Regions from separate parts of the Pan troglodytes genome. Here region 1 is linked to region 2. A link is a contact called in public HiChIP or PLAC-seq data. All regions are on one chromosome and are shown on one strand. Each heading gives the region's core, a stretch centred on a gene start, on an enhancer-like site or on the middle of the called end of the contact. The rest is flanking DNA. Distances are from core to core; before and after follow the strand shown. Region 1 holds the start of CUL5 (cullin 5). Region 2 holds the start of ALKBH8 (alkB homolog 8, tRNA methyltransferase).

Region 1 (5,579 bases), core at 1,087-3,586, 440 kb before region 2:
AGATTAAATTAATGTATCTAAAACAATCCTCCCACCTTGGCCTCTCAAAGAGCTGAGATTACAGGAGTGAGCCACTGTGCCCAGCCCACAAATTTTCTTTCTGAAGTAAAGCATGGGAAATTTGCTATACCATTATAAAAGAGAAAAGCAGAGTGGGATGGGTTACTCAATTCCCCGAATTCGTTTTCTTAACGAAAGAGGGGGAGTAGTTATAGTAATTTATTGTACTATACTAACTAAGTGCCAGGCACTGTTTTAAGCATTATAGATATATTAACTAATTTAATCTTCACAATGTTCCTATGATACAGGTGCTACTGATAATGCCGTCCTACTCATAAGGAAACTTGCCCAAAGTCATACAGCTTTTAAGTGGTGGCTATTCAGGGAGTCTAATTCTAGGGCCCCTCTCCCTTTTAAAAGGTGATATACAGTACTGCCTCTTAGTAAAATTTGTTCTTCATTTTATGAGACAGTCCCATCTATTAGACAATCAAATATCAGTGGTCTAAAGAAGACATGATGGTTAGGTTCCTGTATATTTTCTATTATTTTCTAGTATTCATCCACATTGCCTGAAGGCATGAGAGGCCTCAGGAAGAAGTGGTTCATCCTTTGTATTAGGCTGGTGCAAAAGTGACTGCGGTTTTTGCCATTAATATTATGTTCCCTGAGCTATTCACTACTCCCATTTCTGTCCGTACTTTTAAGGCAAATGATTAACTACTACAGACACATACACAGAACAGACTAGTTCTAAGTCTTCCTCATTCTTCTCCAAACTTTTTAACTGGTGGAGAATCTGCCCCTGTGGGCCTAGATCTCCCTTGCTATATAAAACTAACTTTAAATACTGTCTTTGACAAGGTAACTTTCCTGCGCCCTAAAACGATGGTATCGCTTCATCAGTTGTCATCTGGTTGTGTCCTGTAACTGGGTGGGGGTTAGGAAGCAGTTTCCTAAGGAAAAAGACGAACTCAAGAATGGGAGAATTAGGAGGGAAGGTGTAACACGCAGAAAAGGGAGGAAGCGGGGTGGAGTGGGAGGCACTGCTGGTCTGACTCGGAATTTCGTGCAGACAGAACGAGAACAGAAATGGAAGAAGTGGGGGGTCGAGTCACTGAAACCTGTTAGGCAGCATTTTCTTGGTTTTTCCTTTGATGCGTCTTAGACATTGCTTTACAAGAAACTGAGACCTAACAGTACTAACGGCCCAGCTGGTCAGGACACTGCACGACCATTCATCTCCCGCTCCCGGCCAGAGCTGGTCCCTTGAAAGCATCGCTCCTCGCCAGCGCTCAGCCAGGCTTTTCTCCCAGCGGCCAGTCGGCGGGAGCGACCACCAGAGCCTGTCGACCCCAAGGCCACAGACCCGCGTTCCGGTACTCGCCGGCTGCCACCGCGGCTTCCCTGCCAGTAGACAACCCCTGAACACTCCCACACTTCGCAGCTGAACCTGAGCCGTGCCTTTCCCAAAGAGCCGAACCCGGCGGCCACACAGTAAAACCCAAGCTGGAGTGAGGGTCTTACCTTTAACAGATTAGACGTCGCCATGTTCTTTAACTTGGACTCTCGCGAGACGACGCGAGAATTCGTGGCGCTCCCGGCCAGGCCTTGACCGGAGGCCGGAGCTCCCACCAGGGCCCAGGGCCCGTCGGCCCGCACCAGGGTGTGGTGGGCGCTGGAGCAGCGCGCCGACAGCGCTGACCTCGTCCCAAGCACCAGGAGCTTCCTCACTCTTGTCCCCTACATGGTCACCGGAGCTTCCCCACGCGAAAGACCTCATGCACGCGCTCAGGAAGACGTGAACCGCGAATGCTGAGAAGGTAACGGGAGCCGACCTGACTTGGAAGAGGAAGCATCGACTCCACGAGCCTCCCCGACTCCTTCGGATTAGCCTTTGTGGTTGCACCCGCCGCGGCCACCTGCAACGAATTTAGCTCGGCTTAGGCCCCGCAGCTCAGGTTCCGCGGCCACGTCACGTGACGCGAGGGCGGGGACGCGCTCGGGAGCGAGCGTGGGAGCCTGGAAGCCTCGGTGGGTCCCGAGGCTGCAGCGAGGCCGGGACCGCGCCCTCTGCTGGCGGGACCTGGCGTTTTCCGGCACCCCGCCCCAAATCCCGGACTCGGTGTTAAGGGAGGTGCATTGTCCTGAAATGCTCACAACAGCTGTCTTCAATAACTCGTGCATAGAATGCGCCCAGTAAATATGTGTTGACTGCACAAGCGTGATGACTCTTAATATTTCTATTCAGGAATGCTTGGCACTTAGATAAAATATTGTTCAGTGCTTTGGGAGGCCGAAGGGGGAGGATCACTTGAGGCCAGTTCAACACCCTCGTCATTACAAAAAAGTTTGAAAAAAAAAAAAGATTGTTTAGAGAATGAATATTAATCTTCGATTTTCTGAAGGCACATTATCCTAGAAGATCCTAAACCATAAGCCCCCAGGTTTTACCCCTTCAGACCACACACCACTGGCCAATGAGATAATATAATTTACATGTGGAACCTGCAGGATACCTGGTATTGTATTTTGCATGTTTACAAACAGCCTTCATACGGCCATAATGCGTAGAAATAAGTAAGAGCTCTGGACTAAGAGAAGAGGGATGGGCCTACTTAAAGAATCCAATCAAGTAGTTAATACTTGTTTGAGCACTTATATGTACTAGGCACAGGAAATACAGGATTAAATAAAAGAGAAGACCCCTGCTTGTTTGGAGTTTATGGCCTAATAAGGTAGCCAAATGTTAAGGATGGTTACACAAGTCAAATATTACTTAGTGGGAGTTGTGATAAATATTGCAAAGAGGCCGGGCGCAGTGGCTCACGCCTATAATCCCTATAGGGCACCGTGGCTCACGCCTATAATCGGCACTTTGGGAGGCCGAGACACCTGCGGTCAGGAGTCCGCGACCAGCCTGGCCAACATGGTGAACCCCTGTCTCTACTAAAAATACACAAATTAGCCGGGCATGGTGGCGGGCACCTGTAATCCCAGCTACTCGGGAGGCTGAAGCAGGAGAATCGCTTGAACCCTGAAGGTGGAGATTGCAGTGAGCCGAGATCGCGCTATTGCACTCCAGCCTGGACGACAGAGCGAGACTCTTGTCTCAAAAAAAGAACAAAAAAAACAAAAAAACAAACAAACAAAAAACTACAAACAAAAAAATACAGTGTGCACTTGAGAGCGTAGGAAGGGAAAGGAAACTAGTATCCTAATCTCCATCTACCCAAGCCACCCTTTGCTTATGCTTAACTGAACCTTAAGACAACTTTTGAGAGCTTGATTTCAGCGTCCTACTGTCAACCGAAGCATTCCAATTTTCCTAACTCACTTGTTCTGGAAACACCACTGCTACAACTCTGACTTCAATAAGTTCTCCATTCCATTGACCCCACCTGTTATCTGCCATCTCCTGTTTTCACTCTTTCTCATCCAATTTAGAATCGGCCCACTGTTATAAAAATGTTTAAATATTTAAAATGCTTAAATATTTATTTCTTAAAAATAGCGCAGGCACATAATACAAAATTCAGAAGGTGCTAAAAATAATACAATCAAAAGTAGTCTTCCTTCGACTTTCTGGGGTGATGTAATGTTCTATATTGTGGTAGGGACTTCAGTTATTCAGGTGTATGCACTTGTCAAAACTCAGCCAGTATACCCTTAAGATTTATGCATTTCAGCCAAGCACAGTGGCGCAATCCTGTAAGCCCAGCACTTTGGGAGGCGAAGGCAGGCAGATCACTTGAGCCCAGGGGTTCGAGACCAGCCTGTGCAAAGTAGCTATCGCTATAAAAAATAATAAAATTTTTTTAAAATGTGCATTTAATTCAAAGAGAAAATAGTTAACAAAATTTGAAGTTTAATGCTACCCATACTGAAGAATTTAGGAGTAAGTGAATCTATATTTATAATTTACTTGGAAATGTATCAAAAAATAAGATGAACTGATGGTTGGGTAGAAACACTGATAAAGCGGGCCTGGCGTGGTGGCTCACACCTGTAATCCCTGCACTTTGGGAGGCCGAGGCAGGTGGATCACCTGAGATCAAGGGTTCAAGACCAGCCTGGCCAACATGGTGAAATCTTGTCTCTACTAAAAATACAAAAAATTAGCCGGGAGTGGTGGCGGGCACCTATAATCCCAGCTACTCAGGAGGCTGAGGCAGGAGAATAGCTTGAACCCAGGAGGCAGAGGTTGCAGTGAGCCAAGATTGCGCCACTGCACTTCAGCCTGGACAACAAGAGTGAAACTCTGTCTCAAAAAAAAAAAAAAAAAAAAGTATGTATATATATATATATCAAGTATAGTAAAATGTTAATGGTAGAGTCTAGGTGGTGGCTATGCTAGGGTTCCCTGTGTAAAACCAACTCATCTATATGTTTAAAATTTTTCATAATTAAATATTTGGGGAAAATTTTTAAAAAATAGGCCTGCCTTCCTCCACAGTCCCCCAGGCATCCATTCTTTCTTCTCATAGACAACAGTTATGTTTCTTGTGAATGCCTAGGACATTCTGTGCATGTATAAGCATTCATGTATGTATTATTTTTTCTCTCCCCACAAATGATGGTATACTGCATAAATTCTTTAACATATTTGTTTTCACTCAGCAGTATGGTATAAATTACTGGAAAAAAAAATTGTGCCTTTTTTTTTCACACTTTCTTTTCTTCTTCTTCTTTTTGAGACAGAGTCTTGCTCTGTCGCCCAGGATAGAGTGAGGTGGCATGATCTCCACTCACTGCAACTCCCACCTCCCAGGTTCAAGTGATTCTCAACGCCTCAGCGGCCTGAATAGCTGGAATTACAGATGTGAGCCACCAAGCCTGGCTAATTTTTGTATAGAAATGGGGTTTTACCATATTGGCCAGGCTGGTCTCAAATTCCTGGCTTCAAGCAATCCTCCCACCTCAGCCTCCTAAAGTGCTGGGATTACAGTTGTGAGCCATCATACCTCACCTTTGACCTTAAAAGTCAAAGCTTTTAAGTTGTAAGAGGGGCTTCGTGAAATTATGTTGGCAAGTAGAAATGAGCATATGTTTCTTCTTATATTTATATAAGACATATATAAAAATCAACCATTCCTTCTTATATTTCATAGCCTCTTATGTGATTAATTACATGGGAAAATGCTCAGAATATAATAGGTAAAAATATAGGATGCAAAATTCCACATATGTGCCACAATTCCAACTTTGTAAAGAAAGAAAGCTACAGTTTTATTTCCTACTCTGAATAGTGGATAAACTGGAAAAAATATTCAAAATGTTACCAGTGTTTGTGAGTAGTAGAAAATGGGATAATTTTACTTTTATTTATTTAAAATCTTTTTAAAAATCACCTGCTGTCTGGGCACAGTGGCTCATATCTATAATCCCAGCACTTTGGGAGGCTGAGGTGGGCAGATCACCTGAGGACGGGAGTTCGAGACCAGCCTGACCAACATGGAGAAACCCTGTCTCCACTAAAAATACAAAATTATCCAGGCTTGGTGGCGCATGCCTGTAATCCCAGCTACTTGGGAGGCTGAGGCAAGAGAATCACTTGAACCCGGGAGTGGGAGGTT
Region 2 (5,663 bases), core at 2,227-4,726:
TGGGAGACAGAGCTTGCAGTGAGCCGAGATCGCGCCACTGCACTCCAGCCTGGGCGACAGAGCGACTCCGTCTCAAAAAAAAAATAAAAATAAAAATAAAAAAATAAAAAACAAAAAACAAAAAATTAGCTGGGCATGGTGGCGTGTGCCTGTAATCCCATCTACTCAGGAGGCTGAGGCAGAAGAATCGCTTGAATCCAGGGGGCAGAGGTTGAAGTGAGCTGAGATTGTGCCACTGCACTCCAGCCTGGGCGACAGAGTGCAACTCCATCCCAAAAAATAAAAGTAAAAAAATAAAAACAAAGAATATTTGGCCACAAAGCTGAAAATATTTATTATCTGGTGCTTTACAGTAAAATCTTGCTGACCCCACTACTAGTCACATAGAGGACTCACCTCTCATGAAGTTGAGACTAAGGTTTTACTAAGGAAACAGGTCAGCATTTCATACTTTTGAAAAATTATTATAGATCACCATGTAAAGTGTTTGGCACAGGTGAAGATGAATTATATCTTCAAATAAAAATTCCTTTTCAGCTCAACATTTATTAAATTTCTAGTATTACAAGACTATGGAAGACATTGTGGTTACATAATAAATAAAACAAGGTCTCAGTGTACCTGAAAATCTTTTGGGGAATCATCTTCCTTAGAAGAAATGGTCTATGCAATATTCCAAGAAAAGATAAGGGTCTGTATACAAAGGATGGCACACAAAATTGTATATGTATTCACCTTTTTCTGGAGATATTGAGACAGGGATGGGCAGCAGATAAAGGGAAATGAAGGCTTGTAACTCAGGAGAAGAAGATAAATGAATAATCACTTAACAGCTAATCTCTGTTTGGTGTTTTATTAATTATCACGTAAATCTCAACAAAATAAATGCTGTTTTGTAGTTTTGATTTCAGGTCATACTCCAATGCCCCCATATTCTTTAGAAACCACTCTGATTTCTAAAGGGAAGTGTCAATCAATTTTAGCCTAAAGCTGCCTCCTTACATATTTAAGTTCAGCCTAAAGGTTTTTCTGTACATCGTGAACAAGTGGAGGAGTAAACCGACCATAGCCCACACCTGTGCCACTCACTGAGTTTTGGCCAATCAAATGTAGCCAACTGTTTGAACAGTGTTCAAATAAGGCAAACGCCAACCTGTAACCAATAACAGCTGTTTCTGCACCTCACTTCCGATTTCTGTACATCATTTCCTTTTTTTTTTTTTTTGTCTACAAATCTTCCACCACATGGCTGTGCTGGAGTCTCTCCAAATCTGCTGTGATTCTGGGGGCTGCCCGATTTACGAATCAAAAGTTCATTGCTCAATTAAACTCCTTTAAATTTAATTTGGCTAAAGTTTTTCTTTTAATAGAAGCCAGGGCTGAAGATAAAGATTAGGGAATGATTCACAGATCTCTTTATAACTCCGGGGAGGGCAGACAGGAAGAGACTAGAATAACAGAAAAGAGTCAAACACAAAATCTGAGGGATTGCCTATATTTAATTACGGACAGAGTGAGAGAAGCTAGTGGAAAATTCTGAAAGTAAGTGATCAGATCGTATAAAGAGAATTAAAAGAGAGGTGTAGAAAAAAAGTTTTAAAAGCTTCAGCACCTTAAAGCAGGACAAATACTGAGATGAAGTAATTGAATTTGATCAGTAAGAGATAAGAGGATATTTTACACTGTTATCCAGTTTGGTAGACACCAGCCACTTGTGGCTACTTAATTGAAACTAAAATTTAAACATTCAAAATTCATTTCCTTAGTCGTACTAGCCACATTTGAAATGCTCATAAGCCACACGTTAACTAGTGTCTATTATGTTGGACAGCTCAAACTATAAAATATTTCCATCATTGCAGAAAGCTCTATGGGGATGTGTTTTTGAAAGCATCCAGTAGTGCAGAAGCAGAATTGCAATGGGGAGATTTCCTGTGTGTCCTCTTATACTCATGTAGCTTGCAATGTCTGGTGGATTTGACCTCTCCAGCTTGCACTTGCCTCCTCATTTTTACTATTAAGTTTTGGTCTCACCCTTTCTTTCCTAGACTATTGCAATGCTTGTCTATCTGCCTCTTCTTTCATCTTTGTAACGTATTCTCCACACAAATCATTCCGCCATTCAACAGCACTCTTTTTTCACTGCCACTTTTCCTGGTCAGCCAGCTATTTTATTGTTAGTCCACTGTGGTGCCCTGCAGATAGGGGGCATTGTATCAACAACATGGGAAGGTGATTCCTCTTCCCCTGCACCTTTCCCTCCCTGCACTCACATAGCTCATAAACCAATGCAGGTAGAAGGATTATGGTACATTTATATAACAAATAACAGAGCAGGAACAACTGCTAATCATCACCCTCTCCTTTGTCTTTTACTTATGATCTGTTACCAACTCTTTTTTTCTTTCCCTCTGCCACTACTGGGCTTGTTAATATTTCGTTACTTTTCACTTCATCAGTCATCTTCTAGTCTCTCCTCCCACTTACCACAAGAAGCTCTGGTCATATCATTTCATTTCTCTAACCTTCCTCCCTGCAACTCCCACTCTGCAGGCCTACAGAATTCTGTCTTGCTTCCTTCACCATTCTTCCACACATCTTTCTATTACTCTGTGGTACTCACCATTCCCCTGGCACATTCATGCATATTCACTTCCTTCCCTCCTGCCCATGTAATGTCATCTTTCAGACCCCAGGATCCTCTCCCATATCTCTGTGAACCCTGAATATCTGAGACAGGTCTCAGTCAATTTAGGAAATTTATTTTGCCAAAGTTAAGGACGCCCGCCCGTGACACAGCCTCAGGAGGTCCTGATGATATGTGTCCAAGGTGGTGGGAGCACAGCTTGGTTTTATACATTTTAGGGAGACATGAGGCATCAATCAATATATGTAAGATGAACATTGGTTCCGTCCAGAAAGGAGGGACAAATTGAAGCAGAGGCAGGCCAACTCAAAGTGAGGAGGGGGCTTCCAGGTCGTACGTATTACAGCTGAGAGACAAATGGTTGCATTCTTTTGAGTTTCTGATGAGCCTTTCCAAAGGAGGCAATCAGATATGCATTTATCTCAGTGAGCAGAGGGATGACTCAGAGGGATGACTTTGAATAGAATGGGAGGCAGGTTTGCCCAAGCAGTTCCTAGCTTGACTTTTCCCTTTAGCTTAGTGATTTTGTGGCACCAAGATTTATTTTCCTTTCTCACTTCTAATAAGATTCAGGAGGAAATATGCACGAAGAATCCAAGGTGCCAGAGGACATTACTGAAAGACCGAAGGGCCCAAACCTGTTTGACCTTGTCCATTTGGAGAGCAACAGATAAAAATATAGCTGCACTACCAATTATTACTACTCCCCCCAAAAAGACAACTGAATTTTCAGTGTAACAGACAGCACTTTACAAAGACACACTTGGTCGAGAAAGGGTCACTCCCGGGCTCTGGGAGGCGAAGAGGACTGTGGGAGCGCTGTTCGTTGTCCCGCGGGCTCATGGGAAATGTAGTGCAGTTTTCTCCAACATGGCCGCGCCCAGGGGAGGTGGCGTGCAAGTATCCGCTGCGGCGTTCTGGTGCTAGAGTGGAGAGGCTGGCAAAGAAGAAGGCACCCGCATGGTGAGAATCCGGCCTGAGCCGAAGCGGAGGTGTGTGGCACTTCTTACTGGCGGGCATACGGGCTGCAAATCACCGCTTCCTCTTTTCAGCCTCTTCCGGTCTTCTCTATCCGCCTTGCCAGCTAGGGCTGAGAACCTAGGGAAAGGGGATGGATCCCAGAGGCGCCCTTGGTGCAGTGTGGGCAGTAGGGTGTCTGCGTTGGGTGGTTCTCTGTGTTTAGGGTGCACGTGTTTGTGTTTGGTTCGGGCGCTCACGTGGTGCCTGAGTCAATCTTCTGTTTTCTTTGGGGTTGGAGAGGACGGTTCCAACATGGGGCGTGTTAGTTTGGCGCTTCTGGGGCTTTTCTGACCGGTGACAATCGGTCTGATTGCATCGATGCAAAGGCAGTGCTGATGATCTGATCCCTTGCGCAGCTGAGTCTTCCTGTGCTCTTATTTGAGCAAACCCTGCGACTCCTGGACCTCTGGTAGCGTCAGCCTGTTATTTTGATAGATTTCATTGAATATTTATTGTCAGTTGTATGTCAGGCACCAAGTCTGTGCCTTTAAATAGATGACAGTTTTCTGGCCGAAGCCCAACACAAACAGGCAATTATAATACCATGTGAGAACTCTAGAGATAGAGGTCCATGCTAGGTGTTAATGAAAACGTTGAAGAAGGCCACCAAACTCAGAATTCTGGAGGAGGGGAGGTTTAGGAGGTAAGACAGCAAAGTCGATTTAGGTTTATTCGACAAATGGTTATTGAGTGGCTGCTAGGTGCTAAATCCTGTTTCAGTGCTGGGTGCTACAGGGTGAACAATAGAGACAAAATCTCTACTTCATGGAGTGAGTGTACTTTATTCAGTTATGGGGAAAGACAGAATAAACAAATTAATGAGAGTGTAAGAAAATATGTAGTAAGTGTTATTCAAAGAGTTAAAACGGGGTGTCGTGACAAGTGATGGGGTGAATTTTTTTCTAAAAATTTTAAATCTTTATTTTCTTTTTAAATAGATGATGCAGTTTAAATAGCTACTAACTTCAAAAGTCATGAAAGAAGAAAGCTTCCTTTCATTCCTTTAGTCATCGATCCATTTTCCTTCCCTGGAGGCAACCCATATCACCAATTTCTTGTATTTTCTAAAGATTTATATGTAAACTCTGTATACCGGTGCCGTACTTTAAAATTGGGCCCGTTTGATAGGAAGTTAGATTCTTTCTAATCTTTGCTATTAATTATTAGGTTGTGCAAAAGTAATCATGGTTTTTGCATTTTTTTAAACATAAGTATAGGAACATTTGTCTATACTGCTTGTTTCATAATAGGCTCTCTATTATTCAAGGAGGGCATGATGTACATACCACTATTACCACGTAGGGCAATATCTAGTAGGATATATTGGCTTTAAACTCACTAACAAGCAAGTAGCAGAGCATGCATAATCTCCAAACTTTCATTATCCCACAGAGAGTACGCTTAGGCTGGAGCTGGCTGGACAGGACTCAGCATGGCTACTATCATAGTTAATAGTGACTTCACTCCAATAATGTCACAGGGAGCATCCAAGTATCTGTGCATTAGTGGAAACTCTGGCCAGGGAAGTGGCTTTGTCAGAAGGGGGCACCTCCAGACCTCAGCAGCTGGTATCAGCCTATCCTTGTTGAGATGACTCAGATATGTTGGGCCAGCACATTGCCTAGCCACTGGAATGGTGGAAAACTGAGCCTCAAAGGCCATTTAGTGTCTTTCTTCACGTGCAATAATATTGCATGACTGAGGGAGAGAAAAAGGAAAGGGGATGACAAAAATGTGGTTATGAGGCTCCACCTGCTGGTGCTGGACTCTTAGTGGCAGACATTTTAAAAAGATATATTTAGCATCGTTTCTTTCTCATTCCTTCTTTGCAGTGTTTGCTCATGTGAAATATTAAAAATTCTGTAGTGCAGTCATCCCTTGTTCTCCATGACATACTGCAAAGTTGCTGTTCCACAGATGAAGATCTTGAAATGGAATGGCTCTAAAATAGCTCCTTTGAAGGGCCTCAGATATTCTTTGTTTTCTTAAGCCATTT

What was found. HiChIP or PLAC-seq counts read pairs in DNA pulled down with a chosen protein or histone mark.
Region 1: an H3K4me3 HiChIP or PLAC-seq map of stem cell-derived excitatory neurons shows a contact between it and region 2, with 7 times the contacts expected there. The contact joins the promoter of CUL5 here to the promoter of ALKBH8 in region 2. A contact is called at or near these places in 1 of 7 Hi-C or Micro-C datasets (stem cell-derived neural progenitor cells) and 1 of 1 datasets of contacts at active chromatin or transcription factors (stem cell-derived excitatory neurons).

The regions. Positions count from the first base shown.
Region 1 is chr9:109,990,445-109,996,023 of NHGRI_mPanTro3-v2.0_pri, reverse strand. CUL5 (cullin 5) reads right to left here and starts at 2,336. Exons shown (of 20, transcript XM_522173.9): 1 at 1,562-2,336; 2 at 1,531-1,560. The coding sequence starts at 1,786.
Region 2 is chr9:109,550,337-109,555,999 of NHGRI_mPanTro3-v2.0_pri, reverse strand. ALKBH8 (alkB homolog 8, tRNA methyltransferase) reads left to right here and starts at 3,476. Exons shown (of 12, transcript XM_063784489.1): 1 at 3,476-3,639.